Linked DNA regions of Ovis aries: all the other regions are linked to region 1. Evidence: chromatin contacts called from public Hi-C data. All regions are on one chromosome and are shown on one strand. Each heading gives the region's core, a stretch centred on a gene start, on an enhancer-like site or on the middle of the called end of the contact. The rest is flanking DNA. Distances are from core to core; before and after follow the strand shown.

Evidence for each region. A called contact is a pair of places that touch in the nucleus more often than the background predicts.
Region 2: a contact with region 1 is called in a Hi-C map of tail adipose tissue, with 5 times the contacts expected there. The contact joins the enhancer-like site here to the promoter of TCP11 in region 1. A contact is called at or near these places in 9 of 16 Hi-C or Micro-C datasets (hypothalamus, liver, mesenteric adipose tissue and 5 more).
Region 3: a contact with region 1 is called in a Hi-C map of tail adipose tissue, with 7 times the contacts expected there. The contact joins the enhancer-like site here to the promoter of TCP11 in region 1. A contact is called at or near these places in 8 of 16 Hi-C or Micro-C datasets (blood, hypothalamus, liver and 3 more).

What each region holds. Positions count from the first base shown.
Region 1 is chr20:9,240,121-9,242,820 of ARS-UI_Ramb_v3.0, forward strand. It overlaps TCP11 (t-complex 11), which reads right to left and starts at 1,269. Exons shown (of 10, transcript XM_027958916.3): 1 at 1,243-1,269; 2 at 810-947. The coding sequence starts at 933.
Region 2 is chr20:9,314,407-9,317,106 of ARS-UI_Ramb_v3.0, forward strand. No RefSeq gene overlaps it. Among named protein-coding and RNA genes, the nearest start is that of SCUBE3, 10 kb to the right of the region's middle. Within about 2 kb of position 1,370, at least 2 of the 54 cell types and tissues checked have an H3K27ac peak or open chromatin away from gene starts, as enhancers often do. A contact at or near this core is called in tail adipose tissue, where this site is marked.
Region 3 is chr20:9,112,772-9,115,471 of ARS-UI_Ramb_v3.0, forward strand. It overlaps ANKS1A (ankyrin repeat and sterile alpha motif domain containing 1A), which reads left to right. Exons shown (of 24, transcript XM_042237563.2): 11 at 2,197-2,317. Among named protein-coding and RNA genes, the nearest start is that of ANKS1A, 92 kb to the left of the region's middle. Within about 2 kb of position 1,395, at least 8 of the 54 cell types and tissues checked have an H3K27ac peak or open chromatin away from gene starts, as enhancers often do. A contact at or near this core is called in tail adipose tissue, where this site is marked.

The DNA.
Region 1 (2,700 bases), core at 19-2,518:
ATCATGTTAGACATCTATTGAAAAGTACCTATGCCAAGGGAGGATTCCAAGCACCCAATTTGCTACTTTTCCTTAACCAGCAGCGACCCCGTGTGGCTACAAGAGAAAGAAATGGGACTGAATTTGAAGAATTTAACTCAGGTGGTTAAGGCACGTGGGCAGGCCTTCCGATTGAGGACTACTTAAATTATCTGGTGATTATTATAAAAGAAATGCTGGATGAATCCCAGTGAGATCAGACCTAAAGAGTGGAAGAGACTTTGTGCCCCACCAGGAACATAAAAGAACACTGTACTATTGTTGCTGTTGTGTGGAGTCAGACTCTTTGCGACCCCATGGACACCAGGCTTCCCCGTCCTTCACTATCTCCTGGAGTTTGCTCAGACTCATGTCCATTGAGCCGGTGATGCTATCCAACCGTCTCATCTCCTCATGCCCTCGATAAGAGTGAGGCCTCAGCAGCATTACTAATGCAGTCCACCAAGCACAGAGAGAACACAGGGATCATTTCAGGTCTTTAAACTCTACCCCAGGTGTCTGCCATGTTCCACCTACGAATTAAAAATAACAGAACATAAACAGGGCTCTGAACTGAGCCTCAATCTTGTCCGATTCAAGAAATCGCTCCTGGGTCACGTCTTTTCTCCAAGACCCCAAACTCTCTGCAGATCTTCGGTTCAATAGGGTGCCTCTGGCCTGAAAGGAAGAGGCTGGGGTTGCAGGAAGTAAGGAAAGAGGGGACGAGAGGAGTGTGGCGGTTCCCACCCGACCCTCACTGAGCACACCCCGAGGGCCGAGGCTGGACCTACGAGAAGGGTGGTCTCTGAGGCTGCTCTTGTCTTCCCGGGTCGGTCCTGAGCTTTCGGGCTTACAGGGTCTGCTCTCTGCGTCGCCAGGGTCCTTCCCAGGCACGTTTTCCTTCACGTCCGTCATCCTGCTGATAGAATCTGGGTGGGGAAGTAAACGCGGGCGCTGTGGGCGGCGGGGAAGAGGGCGCTTCAACTACCGCGGGGGTTGGGGGTCTGGGGCCCGGCCCGTCGCGCCCGACGTGGACCCCACTGAGGGAGCTGGGCGGGCAGCTTCAGGGAGGGAGGCGGGCAGAACGGCCCGGAGGAAGGGGAACCCGAGAAGTGAGCGCTGCCTCCACAAGCGCGACACTGCGGCCAGAGCCGGGCGGCCTTCCCCGCCCGAAGCGCCGGCTCCGGGCCCCCACCACGGCTCGGGCAGCTCCGGGGCCCTCACCTCTCCCCGGAGGCCCGCAGCCGCTCTTGCGTCGGCGGGGCGGAGGCCCTCCGCTGAGCGCGGGCCGTACCACCGCGGAGGGGCGGCGGGGGGCGGCGGCCGGCAGGGCCCGAGAGGCGGCGTGCAGGCAGGAGGGCCGAGCCCGGCCTCACCCCCCGCGCCCGCGTCAGGGTGGCACAGGCCGGGCTTTGAGCACAAACCCCGGCCCGTCTCCGGGGCGACGGGGCTAGGCACGTGCCGCCGCCGCGGCGGGCGGAAGCGGCTGTCGGAGGGCCTCTGTCCTCAAGGGCTCGAGGCCTCCGGTGACCTGGCCCGACCCTGCCCGGCATTTCCCGCCCTCCGCGAAAAAGATCATCTGGAACGACCGAGGAAGGGAAGGCGCACCGTTGTGTTTCTTCAGCCTGTTCAGAAAGCTTGAGAAACAAGGGTCCACAGCCAGGCAGGTGGTTTCCTTAGCCTGGGCGCGGTGCAGGAGGAGCGCCCTTCTCCCATTCTCCAGGTGTGGAAGCCGAGAACCCTGCCGGGTGCTGGTCAGAGCAGGCGGGGGACTGGGAGGGCGGTACCCAGGGGCTCATGTGGGTGCTGGGGTCGGATCCCTGAGCTCCAGGGAGCACATCGCCGGCCTTTCTGGGTTCCTGCTGCCCCTGAAGTGATGTGAGGACCTGAGGTGACCCCTCCCCCTCTTCTCCAGTTCCCTGTACTTTGCGGGGGGGGGGGGTGGGGGGTGGCGAAAAGTAAAATTTCCACTCCGCACTCTCCCATCGTTCTTTATTACTCTGACTTGATTTCTTACCACAAAAGCTTACTTTGAAAATAAATAAATAAAGCAAAAGATGAAAGTATTGCCTGTAAGAAACCAAGTTCTCATTATAACCCTTGCCTTGTTAGTGTGGAATGTAGATTTTTCTTGCACAACTCCTACATTTTGAAGGGGAAAATTATGAAGAGATCCAAGAACATTTCTGCTTAAGAAAATCCACTTCACTCTGAGGCCCAGGCAGAAAGGAGGGGAATGGCCTGGCAAAGGTACTGTTTAGCCAGAGTATCTCAAACCAGTACATACTAAACCTGCCCCTTCCTCCTCATCACCTTTTCCTGGTATTTCCCTCAGGGATGTCAACTGTGAAGCAGGCTGGCCTACTCCCCAAAGCCTGAAGAAGTGGGAGGAAGTTGCATGATTTCAGCAAGGTGCGATGAAAATATTTTTCATTATTACAGGGAGATATGTAGGTTAGGTTGTTGATTTCGCTTTAAAAAAAATTCTTCCCCAGAATCCTGTTTGTGCATTTTTATTTCTGGGAGAAAGTTTTCAGAATGACACCAGTTTGTTTTCCCATAAAAATGGTATTGCTGTGACTCTCCCTAATGATGCCTGAAATTACTGTACTTGAGCAGTTCATTTATATATATCACGCAGCCCCTTTAGGTATCCGCTTCTTACCCAAGCTATGGGGAAGG
Region 2 (2,700 bases), core at 120-2,619, 74 kb after region 1:
GCGGGGCGGTGGGTTGGGGGGAGTGGGGAGGGGTGGGGCAGCTCCTCCCCAGGGCCGGGACTGGCCAAGCAGTAGAAGAGTCTGTCTTCTGGGGCCCAGTTACCAACCACTCTTCTCCCACTTCCAGAGAGGTTTTCTGTCTTGTGCGAGGGGGCGGGAGTGTCATGAAAACTTTGAAGAAAGCTATAGAAAACCTCTCTCTGGAAAAATGACCACTGGGGATAAAAACCCGTGTACAGTACAGAAGATTCCCAGATCCCTTTGCAGCCAATCCATGACCTTACGAACTGATTCACACCAAAGTGCAAATGACTAACAAGGTTCAGTGTATTTCCATTTTAATGGGGAGCAAAGCCCTTAAGCCACACTGGATTTCTTATGAGGGGAGCTGCTCCATCAGTGGGTTGAGACACGCTCTAAAGCAGATGAGGGACATCTCCTAGCTTCTGAATTCTGCCCAAATCCCTGCTGTACCGACATAGGAAACTGGGTTTGGAGGAGGAGAAGGAGCAGAGGGAAGAAGGGAAACAGGGGCCATTCTTAGGCTAATTTGGGATCAAAAGGCCACTTGATACTGGACCCAGTGGGGCTTGTTGGGAACCCACACCAGATATTCCTGGTCAGCCCAGGGCATCTGATCTTGTTAATGGGCCAATAAAAATTAGGGGGACAAAGGCTAAGCCCTGGCAGCTCAAATGAATCTCCTCTGCAAGAGGGAGCAATCTCGTTAAGAGTCATAACCGAGCAAAGGGAGGACTCCTTGTGTTTCATTAACTTTAATAGTGCTCGTTAGGTTGGCTTCCAAGGGCTGTGGGACAGGAGGGAGAAGGCCAGACTCATCATCAGGGCTTGAGAGCAGGCAGGCTCGTGTGGACTCCCCCTTTGGCCCCCAGTGCTGAGCTGAAAGTGGCTGCTGTTTGTACCCCTACAGGCTCCCCAGCCCAGCACGACATCCTGGCCACACAGGCAAGGAGCCCAAGCCTCAAGGACTTTTAATTCTTTCCTGTTGGGGTAGAGAAAGACAAGGACAAAGAGCTGGATGCAAACCATCTCTGTGCCTGGGCCAGCCACCACCTGGCTCTGGGTGCCCACATAGAGGCCTCTCCCAGGAACATCCAAAGTCCAACTCCAATGCCCACAAGCCCCCACTTGAAGAGTCCCAGGGGCCCAGAGCCTGACTTGGGGACCACTGTCACTGTGAGCCACGGCGCTGATCTCCTCCTCTACCCCAGATGTGTCCACTGCCAGGAAAAAAATAATAATAATAATGGAAAACAAACAAACAGGGCCAGCAGCAAACACATCACCAAACAAGCCCGCCTCACATTGTCCTCTGTGGTTGCCAGGGCTGGGAGCCAGAGGCCGCTGGCCTGGAAACGCCCAGACAGCTCCCTGAGCACAGCACTGGCTGAGCCTCCTCCCAGCGCAGGCGCTGCCCTCCTGCTCCTCTGGGGCCTCTCGTCTTTCTCCATCTTTTCTTCCCTTCTATCCATCATTTCCCTCCCTGTCACTTCTTTCTGTGCCTCCTTTCTGCCTTTCTGCTCTCTGTTCTCTTCCCGCATCCTTGATGAAATAAAGTTGCTAAACGCTGAAGAAGTCCTGCAGAGCACATCACGTCCAGGGTATGGAAAGGCAGTTCATGACCGCAGCCAGCCCTGCTGCTGCCTTGCTTCAAGTCCTTCGGGTTCCCGGAGGCACGACAACAGCATCGACCCCTTAGCACCGGCTGGGAACAGGCTCTTCCCCACCCCACCTTTCAGATCTTCCTCTCCAGCCCCTTAAACCCTTGTCAAACCACATTATTAATTCCTGGTAGACATTCCCCCTCAAATCCTTGCTCACCTTATTTCCGCCACCTGGAAAGCCCTCACCGTTTTCGCCCAACTCCATGTATAGGAAGCCTACCTATTCTTGGAGGTCGTCTTTAAACCCTCTCCTCCTCTGAGTCGTTCCCCAAGCTTCCAGCTGGAATTAATCTATCTCTTTTAATGCTTTCATTAGAATTTTATGTTGGTACCTCCGTATTTGGGTATTTACCATGTTCTGCCTTTTTCAGAAAAAAAAAAAAAAATTATTTCGTGTTGGCTGCCCTGGTCTTCGCTGCTGTGCGAGGACGTTCTCTAGTTGTGGGGAGTTGCAGAGCACGGGCTCCAGGGTGCGGCTTCCGTGTTTGGGGCGCGTGAGCCCGGCAGTTGCAGCTCGCGGGTTCAGCTGCCAGCATCTTCCCAGAGCAGAATCTTCCCAGAGCAGGGATCAAACCCACGTCCCCTCCGTTGGCGGAGATTCTTAACCAATGGACCACCAGGGAAGTCCCATGTTCTACCTTATATTCTAATTATTTAGATGCAGATTTTCCTCTCCTACCTAATTATGAACTTTAAAAGAGAAACCATGCCATCTTTGAACGCCCATATCCTTTAAGTTCCTGGCACCTAGCAAGTGCACAATGAGTGTCAAACTGATTAAAAATTGAAATCTGTGGTTATTCAGAAACACACTTTAATTCCACATTTTAACTTCATCGATGTAGGAGTATCTCATTTATAATAATTTCATTTGCAGATTGTTTGAAGCGCTGGGTGCCTTGGGTAGGCTCCCCAAGGTTTGCCTTCGGGACTTCACGGAAGACTGGAGGATGGTATGTTAGACGGCGGCACCTACTGGTGAAGGGTAACATTACAGCTTGGGTCTGGCGAAGAG
Region 3 (2,700 bases), core at 145-2,644, 130 kb before region 1:
TGAAAATCAGTTACTGCCTTATTCTCTGTGACACAAGGCTTCTTGAGTGGGAACTGGGAACGCTTGCAGAAAGGCAGTTTATTGCTTTTTCATGAGATTTTAATCCCATAGCTGGCAGAGGCCAGGACCAAGAGGAAAAGATCACCCTACGATCGTGTGGGTCTAAACAGGGGACCCTCATTAGACATCTGAAGTGGGGAGACGGTTCCTAGTTGAGTGGAGAAACCATACTTCCCAGAAAAAAATAGAGGCCAACTCTAGAATCTGGAGGAGGGGTGAATTTTTTGGCCCTGGCTCTGCTGGAACCTCTCTGAGAACTGGGTTTTGTCATTCGCTGAAGGAATGAGCTGGAACCAGATGCTCCCTAGCTGTGGCTGTAATGGTTCGGGCCCCTCCAGCTCTGCCATTGCTGGTTCTCTGCTTCCGGTTGTCCTGCACAGGAGCCAGGCAGGGAGTGAATGCAGGTCCAGTAGCCTGATTTTCCAGATGGAAGTCATCAGCCCTGTTCTGCTTGGGAAGAAAGGATATTATAGGCCAGGCACCCAGGCTGTCAAATACCTCGCAGAGAAGACTGCCTGGGGCTCTGTGAGAGCCCTGACTGCGTGCAGAACACTCACAGAATCAGATTTCCAGGGCTCTGCCCAAGTGATGGCCCTGGGTGTGTCAAGTTGCAGAACACACATTCCTGTCTGTGAAGCCTGTGGTGTTAAGTTGACGCTGTCTGAACTGCTTCATGGCCCCTCTTTGTTCCCTTAATTGTGTTCCTATGATGAGGCGAAAGGAATAAAGTAATACAGGCAAATGGCTCCCTGTGATGAAATAGTTTTTAGCTGTCAGGTGGCCCTCATGAAGTGGAGGTGCCTGCTGCGCTCAGCAGAACTTTGGAGAGACCGTCATTGTCTTTGGCGTGGCAGCCTTGTTAGCAGACAGGAGCTGCAGTCTCTGGTTGAATCTGAGGCTGCTAGAATCTGTTATCTCATTAGTCTGTAACGCTGTGAGCTATGCCTCCAAGAAGCCAAATCCTGATGAATGACAAACCCGATTTGTTTCCAGTGAGCCGTGGGACATGTCAATAAAGGAGGAGGTTTCTGGGTGCACCAGAACGCCTGACTTGTAGGGTCCCCTTGTTTGTGAGATGGACTCGTGAGTCCCTCTCACCCCCTCCTTCGTAATATATCCCTTGTTCCAGCCAAACTCCTCAATCAGAGATTTTGTGCTTTGGTTTGCTTTTGTAATAGCCAGTATTATATTTAATTTGCCTGTGAAACGCATTGGATTCTTAGCACCGATGAGCCAGAATTATCCTCTATAGCAAGTATCTCCATCCTCTCTCTCAGTGCAACTGTAGCATGAACCGTCGTGTTTCTGGCTTGTGTTGAGACACTTGGCTCCTCTGGTACCATGACTGGCTGTGGCTACAGGCCCCCAGCTGACTCAAGCCGGTTGGCAGATGTCGGGGCCAGCTCTGGCCAGTCATTTCATCAGAGACACTTGGCTGCCTGGATTAGGGGTTTCTCAGGAGACAGAGCTGCTTTTTCTCCACTGAAATTCATCCTTGCCTCTCTTCAGAACAGAGATTGGTAGAATTGATTTAAGATTGTGTTCTCCTACGTGTGTTAGGAAGCCAGCTTTGGGAAAATCCTCATCTATAACCCTGGGGCCTATGAAGAAGGGCTCACAGAAATAGAGGATTTACAGACAGCTTTGTTCCTAGTAAATGTATGTCAGTCAGGGTTAGTTAGAAATCATGTTGATCCCCTCTTGAGAAGAGGGGAAGGATTCCAGCCTTTGGGGTACTGTGTGAATGTATTAAATATTAGAAAAAAACGTGGAGAGAGAAGGCCTTATGATGCATGGTGACTGAAAACCACTCGGGAGGTGTTATCCACAGAAAAGAGATCACGCAGAGAGGGGCAAGGCAGGGGAGGGGAGGATCTTGGGTTTTATTTATGGCATTTTGAAAGATGAAATGAGGGAAGGAAAGGGAAGTGTTTTAATCAGAGGCCATTGAGATTTGAGGCCCAGATGTGTGGCCAGGAGAGCCGTTGTAATCCCTGTGACACTTGACTGACTTACCTTCTCTTCCCCTCCTCTCTTCCTCTCTGAAGAAAAAGGAGCTGATAATCTCAAATTTATTTGACATAGCCTGTCTGGGTGTTAGCCCCCCGCCTGAGAAGTACGTGCTTTCTCTCTCAGGTCTTGGCCATGAGACCCTGGATTCAGGGGAGCGCAGCCAAGGAGGAGGATGAACACCCTTATGAGCTGCTGCTGACAGCAGAGACAAAGAAGCTGGTGTCCGTGGATGGAAAGACAAAAGGTAGAGCCCCCACCCCCCTCCTGGCAGAAACAGCTCCACAAGGGCCGAAGGAGACAATGGTGTTCCTTGGGCTGGGCGAGTTGGGTTTCAGGGCATTCTGGGTGGTGGGCGTATTATGGCCTTTCATTTTAATACCCCGGGCTGGAGTGGACTTGTCACCTTTGAGCATATGGAGCAAGGAAAAGGTCAGGTCAGACTAGGTGAGTGCCGAGGGAGGGAAGGCTGGCAGCCTTGTGGCCGAGATTGATTTGGGGTCTCAAATCACAAATCCTCAAGTTCCCGTGGTGGAAAAACAGGCCCAACAAGTCATTCCCCTTGGGTTCAGGCTGACGGCACAGACTCCGCTTTGAGGCCTGACCTCAGAGCGAGCCACTCCTGGGGAG